Regions from separate parts of the Sus scrofa genome. Here region 2 is linked to region 1. Evidence: chromatin contacts called from public Hi-C data. All regions are on one chromosome and are shown on one strand. Each heading gives the region's core, a stretch centred on a gene start, on an enhancer-like site or on the middle of the called end of the contact. The rest is flanking DNA. Distances are from core to core; before and after follow the strand shown. Region 1 overlaps SNX9 (sorting nexin-9). Region 2 overlaps LOC106506439 (a long non-coding RNA gene).

Region 1 (4,748 bases), core at 651-3,150:
GGTAAATGTTCAGTAATGTCTAAATGTGTAAGGGAGTTTCCGTTTTTTTATTTTTGACTTGTTTCACATTCTGTTTCACCACGTTGTCAGTCTAGTAAACAAGAGGCGTTGATATTCTGTGTGTGGGCTCATTGCCTTAAACTGGGTCCAAAAAATTGTCACCCAGGATCGTTAGGGAGCAAAAACAAAGCAGCAGGCTCCTCTTGTCGGCACCCCAGCCCCCCACCCCCAGGAAGCTGGTTGTCTTGGGGGGTGTCCTGGCTCGGGGACCCTCCTCTCTCTCCCCAGGCCTTTATCCTTCATCTGCCCTCCTTGCATGAAGGGTTGAGGTTAGTGTGACATGTCTTAGAAAAAATTAGTCCTCATTGTGACAAGGAGAATGCTGTACACTCCTGCGGCTGTGTGAGAAAAATTCCTCGGCATGGTTTCCTTGTCCTTTGTGGTGTGGCCTAAGGAGACCTGTACTGCTTCCAGGATTCTCACCCTGCCTGCAGTCTGGCGCTCAGTCCCCTTCCCAGCCTCCCAGTGTAAAGGAGCCGATGCTGTTTCTTGACAGATAGAATGCACTCTGCCGTTTTTTTCTTTTTTTTTTTTTCTTTGGCTTTGATTTTTAGGGCCACACCCTCGGCATATGGAGGTTCCCAGGCTAGGGGTCCAGTCAGAGCTACAGCTGCCGGCCTACACCACAGCCACAGCAATGCCAGATCCAAGCCACATCTGCAAACTACGCCAGAGCTCACGGCAACACTGGATCCTTAACCCACTGAGCAAGGCTGGGCTTTGAACCCACGTCCTCATGGATACTCGTCGGGTTCATTGACTGCCGAGCCACGAAGGGAACTCCACTGCCATTTATTTGTTTCCAACATTTTGTTAGGAAAATTTTCAAACGAGGAAAAGGTGAAATCATTTCCCATTGAACACCATAAACCCGCCATCTAGAGTCTATACATAAGGTTTTACTTCTTTATCTTTAGTTCATCTTATTACTTTGGATGTATTTCAAAGTAAATGGTATTTTCCCCCCTAATGTTCCGTCGCTGGCTATGAATCCTTGATCCTTGTCACAAGGACTCCAGGCATCATGAAGCAGGTGTGGAGAAAGGGCACCGGCCAGCACAGGGGCCTCGCACGCTTCTGACCATATGGCAGGAGTGAGGCAAATACTTGTTAAATGATGCACTTCCTTTAGTCCCGTGTGACTAGCCCTGTAGGCAGACTTCACTTTGCCTCCTAGGACAAACCGCTGCTTTCATTATTTATTTATTATTATGACAAACTGTATGTTTCCTAGGCAGCTGTGATCTCCAATTTTTAAGAAGGACTTCCTTCTATAAGGTAGGCCACAAGGTGTTCCCGTTGTGGCTCAGTGGAAATGAATCTAACATCCATGAGGACTCAGGTTCGATCCCTGGCTTCGCTCCGTGGGTTGAGGATCCGGTGTTGCCGTTGCCGTGAGCTGTGGTGTAGGTCGCGGATGCGGCTTGGACCTGGTGTTGCTGTGGCTGTGGTGTAGGCCAGAGGCCACAGCCATAATTCTACCCCTAGCGTGGGAACGTCCATATGCCGCAGATGAGGCCATAAAAAGCAAAGCAAAAAAAAAAGAGGAGGAGGAGTGCGTTCAGTAGCAAGGGGTTAATCTCAGGACTCTGCATCTTAGGTGTGCGCACGTCCGAGTGTCTGTAGGGAGGGCCCTCCGCCCCGAGTGAGGGTTTCCAGGGTGGACAACGGAATCACCACTTCGCCCCGCTGCAGGGAAGGCCGGCTTTCCCCTCTCGGTGACATGGGTGTATTTTGAACACCCTGGGGGCCGATCCCCGCGTGCAGTGTGGGCAGCCGCGCACGCACGCCTTCCCGAGAGCCCCAGGAGGGCTCATGAATCATTTTGGTGACATGTCTTCCTTTGTTCCAAAACAACCACAGGCCCTGTCATGAGTGTCGTTCACACCGGCACGTTGCAGAGTGAATGGCGGTGGTGGTTTTCATACTGTTAACTTTACACTTACAACTTCCTTTTTTTTCCCTCTCTATTCCCAATAGGCTCGGGTCATGTACGATTTTGCTGCTGAGCCTGGAAATAATGAACTGACAGTCAGTGAAGGAGAGATCATCACAATTACAAATCCAGTAAGAAAACGTTACCTGTAAATCTGGCCCTTAAGGACTTCTTTTTAAGATTTTGTTTTTGGGGTTAATCGTTCAAACCCACACGAATTTTTTTCCTGTTGTGTCTGCATTGTTGATGGTGGGATAATCATCTGTTATATAAACATTGAGAACAATTAAGACCTCCTTAAAAATAGCTGGCTGGGGTTCCATGAGGCAGAACTGGAGCCGCAGCCCCGGTAGATCCCAGCCGGACGCGGGCGTAGAGGTTGGAAAGTGATCAGCAGCCTCAGCTCCGTTTTCTGACGGCCTGGGGTCGGTGTTTGGCCCAGTACAGTGCACACATATGCTCTTTGATCTCTGTCTCTTCTTGAACGCTGTGAGGTTGGTGCTTTTCATCTCTTTTTACTGATGAGGGTGGCGCTCATAAGTGGCAAAACAGGGATTGGAAACCACATCTCTTGGCCTTTAAGCCCTGCTTTTTCTTCTTTGCTGGGGACGCTCTTGTAAACAAGTGTCCCTGGAGTGTGGTATATATACACAGTAGGAGACGGGCTAAGAAAACAGGCTCTGAGAGGCAGACAAGCAGGCCCCATGGGCCAGGCGACAGCTCTAGACTTGGGTTTCATCTGGGAGGTAGTGGATTCACTGCGTGGTGTCATTGTTGATAATGTAGGGAGGTGACGTGATGAAACCTGCACTTCAAGGAAGTGAATGGGTTGGTGCGGCTGGAGTCTAGGATCTTGACTGGGTGGTGGCAACGGGAGTAGAAAGAAGAGAGACGCAGGAGGCCGTACAGAGTTGGATGGGGCAGCCAGGGGAAGACGGGGGACTCGGTGCCCAGTTCGATACTCTTGGTGAGAAAGGATCCCTGAGGTTTCTGGCCTTTGTACCTGAGGAAACGATGGATTTATTAAAGCATGAAAGTCAGGAAGAAGCGCTTCTTCGGAAAGATTAAATGAGCTTATTTTTTTCAGTGTTGAATTTAGAGACTAGTAAGTAGTCACCCCTACCCTAGAGCTTTGCATGAGGTTAGAAATAGAAAGGCAGAGCTAGAAATGAGGACTGGAGACAGGCCGGCCCTCTGGACGCATTCGGGAGGAAGCATGTGAAGAAAGGTGCCAGGAGCCTCCGAGGAGGGAGGAGGGGCTGCACCTGCCCCACCGGCTGGGGCCGAGGACGGCACAGAGCCGGGGAAGGAGAGCGGGGAGTGACCGAGAAGACGGCCATTTCTCAGTCGTGATAGTATTTTTTTATACCTATTGTTTTTTTAAAGAATTACTAGTTAGAAAATATATTGGTAGTTTTAGGTAATATACCAGATAATATACCAGATTATATAAGTAAATAGCTTCTATTTTTAATCACAGACGAGATTAAAGATTCTTTTATCTCCCATTGAATTTTGTTTTAAATGAAGTATTCTTCATTTCTTGATAAAGCATTTTTTAAGTTGCTGTTGTGGTCAAAAATTGACAAGGTTGTGGCTTAAGGGACTTTTAGAAAGACTGTCATCTAGATTTGGGTAGTTATTGACTAGGGTACGGTTTATGAATTTAAGACAATGCTTACTATTTTAAGGGGAGAAGTAGGACTTTGCTAAGGTTATACTGAAAAACAGGAATCTTGGTATGGAGTATTTGGTTCTTTAGTTTATTGCTATGACTTACCCGGAAGAGCTACAAAAGCATGGACCAGTTGTTTTTCCTCAATACCAGGCAATCCCAAAGCTTAGTAGCTTGAACAAATACTTGATTGTCATTGCTTTGGGAATCTCAGGTCAGCCAGATGGCTCTCCTGATGGGCCCGTCACCAGTGTGAGGCTGGGGCAGGGCCCTCCAGTGTGGCCTCGTGTTGGCGGTTCTCCTGCTGGCTGTGGGCTGCCTTGGAAGGGGCAGTGGAGAGATTAGGCCTTGTCCAAATTTATCCTCATAGCAGCTCTTTTGGAAAAAAGAGCAAGGAGAAGTGTACCAAAAAGCCTCTTGAGGAAAGGCCCTGAACTCACCCCATGTTACCTCTACCTCCTTCTTTTTTTTTTTCCCCCTTTTTTCTTTAGGGCAATACCTGTGGCATATGGAGGTTCCCACGCCAGGGGTCAAATCAGAGCTACAGCTGCCGGCCTACACCACAGCCACAGCAATGCAGGATCCAAGCCACATTCTCAACCTGCACCACAGCTCATGGCAATGCCGGATCGGTTGTTAACCCACAGAGTGAGGCCGGGGATTGGACCCACGTCCTCATAGATTCTAGTCGGGTTCATTACCACTGAGCCACAACGAGAACTCCTCTACCGCGTTCTGTTGGCCAAAGGTCAGTGCAGACTCTAGAAAGGGGGGTGTGCTTTTTACCTCTTGACAGTCGGAGCTGCAAACCATTTTTTAATCTACCACAGACCAGCAAATAGAAAAGAATTATAAAATCATGCCATTCTATTAATATCCTGTTTTTCAATCTTTGATCAATTATTGTTGAAGTTTGCTTTTTCTTGTTTTTAGATTACATCATTTTCTGGTGCAAAGAAGGCTTAAGAATTTAAAATTTTGAACAGTATTAGCTCTCTGGGAATGAAGGTTAATGTTCATTTTTTATGTGTAACAATCCCCAAAGAAAAGTTTCTGCAGAAAATTCCAACTGTAATC
Region 2 (4,633 bases), core at 1,335-3,834, 95 kb before region 1:
GAGGCTGAGACCCATCAACATTAAAGGGCTGGTGGAGGAACAGGAGCCCTCTGTAGAGGTTTAAAAATAATGGCAAGGAAGAGGAGTTCCCGTTGTGACGCAGCGGTTAATGAATTTGACTAGCATCCATGGGGATGCAGGTTCAATCCCTGGCCTTGCTCAGTGGCTAAGGATCTGGCATTGCCATGCCTGGGAACCTGCATATACTGTGAGTGTGGCCCTAAAAAGCAAAAAAAAAAAAAAAGAAAGAAAGAAAAAGAATGGCAAGGAAGACTGGTGTTGGAGAGTTTCAAGGTGGAGGGGGGACCCCGGCCCCTGGAGGGCCAGGCAGAATAAAATCTGAGTTTAGGCACTGAGTTTAGCCACCAGGAGGGCAGAAGTCACCTGGCCCTGGCCAGTGGGCACCCAGCTCCTGCAGATGGCTGGCAGCGTGGATGAAGTACAGCTGAAGCCACGGAGGGTGGGGCCTGAGAGACACGCTCGGCAGTGATGGGGGGACGGGGGGCTGGCCCCAAGCTGGCCCGAGAGAATCAATTGTCAAGCCTTCAGGAATTCTGCAAGTGGGTGTTAAACATAGCCATTTTTTAGAAGGAAGTTATATAAACCTGAAAGTTGAATAAATTATCCTAAAAACAAAGGTTATAAACACCTGAAACTCATCACTTTCTAATGACTTACATGTAACTGTTTTCTCAGCCGTCAAGGTTATTGACATCTGTTATATCTGGGTGGCAGGAATACTCTAGAACGATGTTTTGCTGTCCATCTCTTCCTGCCCCACACTCAGTGAGATCGTGGTGGGAGCCTGAGACTGGCCATGGTGGGAGTGTACAGACCAGGTGCAAATGCTTCGGTTCCGGGCTCAGGTCTTCCAGAGAGCTGGGTGTGGCATTTACTAGCTCACCACTGAAACCAGGCCAGCAGGTGCTGCTGCTCCCGCAGGGGGTGACGTTGATCCAGTCATGATCCAGTCACTGTGGTGAGGCTGGTGTGGGAGAGGGGCTGACGGCGGAGGGTTTCGGCGGGATAGTTCTTGGCATCAGGGGATGCTGGCATCACCTCTCTAGGGAGTTCTCTCCAGGTCGATGTAGGGGCCAGCCAGTGAGGAGCCAGAGGATTTGGGGATGGGGAGGTGGGGCGGGGAGTAGGTGGCAGGGATTGGGGTACCAATTACCTGGCCTGACACTCAGGGCTGGACTTCAGGGCCAGGAAAAAACCCCGGGCTGGGCAGAGACCAATGTTACCCGACCCATTACCCGAACTCTGCCGAAGTGGGGGTGGGGGCAGCAGCAGATTAGCCCATCCCCCACTCCCACATGGGAGGGGAGCTTCCGTTTTCATTGCCTCCTGCCTGCGTGAGCTGGGGCATGGGAGCCAAACTAGGAAGGGCAGGATATGGCCACCAAGCAGGGGAAGTGAGGTTTATTTATTTAAGGAAAAAAAAACCCAATTAAAATAATTCCAAAACGATGCAATCGGGGTAACTCGAATCACTGGTCACACTTGGTGTACTGGGTAGGAGGTGGGAACCGTGGGAGGTGGGTGCCTGGTCTGTAGAGAATTAACAAATCAGAGGAAAACCGACGAATTGGCCCGCTTTTTATTATCGCCGGATGTGGCAGTTCTAAACAGTGGCAGTGAAGAAATAGTCCTTTGGGGCGGACTGCTCCCGAGGGACCCTCAAACACATGTATTTTTGACAACGTTCTAGGTAATCAGTTGATTGTATGAGAAGAGCTGACGCATATTTCTTGGGTTCCTTTTCTCGGTGTTAGTTTCATAGAATCACTTATTTTCAGAGCGTTGAAGCCACTCTTGTTTTTCCATTCAGACACCAGCCTATATCAAGGGTTCCTGAGGTGCTGTCTGTTACACTTGGAGCTTATGAGCTTTCTTAAAGATGGAATATGTTCTCGGAAAGGACTTGTCGAGAGCCTTGTTTGGTATATGCAATAAAATAAGTCAGAAGGTGCTTATGAGTCACCCCTTTGCTATTATTCTAACATTTTGCCCTGCAGAGCAGAAAGGTTTTAAGCATGCAAAGGGATTTTTAAAAAGACAGAAGCATGCAGGACGTGGAAGGGTTGATCTAGAAGCAAGCGCTGTTGCATTTCACCTGTGTGACCTTACACGTATTCTGCTCAATTGCTCTGAGGCTCAGTTTCCCTGGCTGTAAAATGGGGCTAATGAGCTGCTCCCTGGGCTGGTGGAATCAGACGTAGGAAGAAGGGGCCATGCGCATTGTGAAGTTCAGGGGCTGCTTCAGTTCCTCAGGATCCAGAAAGAGGGAGCGTGGGGCCCAGCACGAGCTTCTCTGAGGAGGTCACACGAGGTTTGGATCAGCACCTTCAGTCCCCACTGCAGAGACAGTGTGCTCGGAAACGTCGGGGGGCCTCTAAGTGAGAACCAAGGCTTGGAACCTGGGAGAAGAGCCAGGTCAGGGCTGCCCCAGGCTGGGCCTCACCCCAGGAAGCAAAGTGGGAAGGAAGATCCGAGGCAGCCGTGATCCCGGGGCAGGCCAGCGCCTCTCCCCAGCTCCGAGCTGCAAGGTCCGTCCCGGAGCGGGGGAGTCAGGCCTGGGAGCTGCACCTGCCAACTGGCAGCGTCCATTCGCGCCAGAAGCCTCTTCTCTTTTCACTGGCTTGGCTGCGTTTTTGAAGAGTGAATGTTTTTCTGTAAAGGGGGGTGGTGGAAATCCTGTGAACCCCACCGAAGCTCCCAGAACAGATGGAAAAGCAAACACAGGAAGCGCTCCGGCCTTGCAGACTCTCCACGGCCGTGTAAAACATGGGCTTTCTGCCTCGCTACCTGAGAAAGGACGGAAAGTTCTCTTCAGAGGATGCTGGTGTTGACATGGTGACAATGGGCGACACACTGCCTCCTCTCCTCCTTCTTTGATGCTGAGTAGGCTCCTCTGCTGTAGGGGCGAGGGGAAGAGGGCGGAGGGAGCTGCCCTGTGCTCCCTGGCTGGACCCTCCCTGCAGGAAAGAGCTTTTCCTGAGTTCCCGTGTGGCTCAGAGGGTTAATAACCCCACCTAGTGTCCGTGAGGATGCAGGTTCGATCCCTGGCCTTGCTCAGTGGGCTAAAGGATCCAGCATTGCTGTGGCTGTGGTGCAGGCCAGCGGCTGCAGCTCCAATTTGACCCCCTAGCCCAGGAACTTCCAAAGGCTGCAGGTGTGGGCCTGAAACAACAAAAGAGAAAAGAGATTTTCCACATAGAGCTCCACTACTTCTGGGTGACATTTCAATACGAAAGGCAAAGACGGAGCACCACGAAGAAGCTCCTGCTCCCCTTCCTAACCTGCGCTTAGTAAACAGGCTAAGGCGGAGGAGGAAGCAGGACCCATGAGATGTGAACACACCAGCCTTCGAGATGGTTCTGGGATTCAGATGGTTGACCCAGGAGCGGGCCAGGTCGGGAGCAAGAATCTAGTGCATGGGCCCAGGGCAGGCCACCCCCAAATATGCCAAAATATGGCACACCGATTGTTTTGAATTAAAGTTGCTTAAGAAATGGCCAGCACAAAGGGACACTCTGACCTTCCTTTCTGTCTCCCTGAAAGCAGGAAATAAATCTCTGCTGCGAAAGGTGCCCTCTCTGTGTCTGGAGGTAGAAAGATACCCTTATCACCAGAGATAAAGAACTCGGGGCCGAGAAGCCAGTATAAACCAGCCTGTGGCTTGGTCGACTTTCTGCCACAAGCCCACACTCTGTTTAGATTCTTGACTCACCGAGCACCTAAAACCTTAAGTTTCTTTGTCCTGTCAACTCCCCACAAGTTGATGGTTCCTTTGTCTAAAAGGCGTAAGAGCCGCCTGCCTGGCTGCTTCTCAGGCCCCAAGTCTGTGAAACCTCCTCATTCGTGAGACTGTTTCCTTTCTCGTCTGTTTATCTGTCTTGGGTCAGGTTTATTATTAGTCCAGCCACAAAAGCTCAAGAGGGGCAGAGGGGGAAATTCCTCTCCCCAACACGGGTGACTCACGTTTCCTACCCGGAGAGACCCCAGGTAAGCTTCTCACCCACGTGGAACCCCGCCTCCCCATGAGTCACCCCCTCTCCCCACACCTGCCCGATCCCAGTGGCCCAACACTCGGCGCCCATTCACAGCTTACATCTCCCATGGGCCTGGCCATCTGTCTTACTGGCAATTCCTCAAAACACCGAGGTGAGGTAGTGTGAAATTGTATCCCGGACACCTTGCAGGGTGAGAAACATGAGCAAGTATCTCAAGGAATGACTAGCACATCTAGGATCACACATCTCTTGTGTGTCACACAAACCACCCAGCCGCGCTGCCTCTCATTCTCCAAATACAGTCTCTGTGCAACGTGCCAGAATCTCACCAGGCAGGATTTTTGCAGCAGAGAAAGAAGGCAGAGCAGGTGTCAAGGCTCATTAACCTCACTTTGGTCCTTTTCAGAAAAGTGACACACGGACGTTGTCCGGGCTGCTGTTTAAAGTTCCCTGCGCATATGATGCAAATTGATGCTTGCTCTGTACGTGCTTTTTCAGGTCTATTTTCGAGCCAGTTCCTGTGCTAAATTAAGACAGTTTTAATTCTGATATTCTGGATCTAAAATAAACTGCTCTGGTTATTTCCCATCCCCGGGCCCCTCTGAATCTATTTCCAA

Evidence for each region. Hi-C and Micro-C count contacts between places; a contact is called where the count stands out from the background.
Region 2: a contact with region 1 is called in a Hi-C map of retroperitoneal adipose tissue, with 3 times the contacts expected there. The contact joins two enhancer-like sites. A contact is called at or near these places in 2 of 5 promoter capture datasets (fetal liver and liver), 34 of 47 Hi-C or Micro-C datasets (adipose tissue, alveolar macrophages, blood and 16 more) and 2 of 2 datasets of contacts at active chromatin or transcription factors (alveolar macrophages and skeletal muscle).

What each region holds. Positions count from the first base shown.
Region 1 is chr1:9,192,718-9,197,465 of Sscrofa11.1, reverse strand. SNX9 (sorting nexin-9) reads left to right here. Exons shown (of 18, transcript XM_003353171.4): 2 at 2,041-2,127. It also overlaps the pseudogene LOC102162833. Among named protein-coding and RNA genes, the nearest start is that of SNX9, 44 kb to the left of the region's middle. Within about 2 kb of position 1,900, at least 8 of the 83 cell types and tissues checked have an H3K27ac peak or open chromatin away from gene starts, as enhancers often do. A contact at or near this core is called in retroperitoneal adipose tissue, where this site is marked.
Region 2 is chr1:9,288,147-9,292,779 of Sscrofa11.1, reverse strand. The region is part of intron 4 of LOC106506439 (a long non-coding RNA gene); the gene reads left to right. Among named protein-coding and RNA genes, the nearest start is that of SNX9, 51 kb to the right of the region's middle. Within about 2 kb of position 2,584, at least 18 of the 83 cell types and tissues checked have an H3K27ac peak or open chromatin away from gene starts, as enhancers often do. A contact at or near this core is called in retroperitoneal adipose tissue, where this site is marked.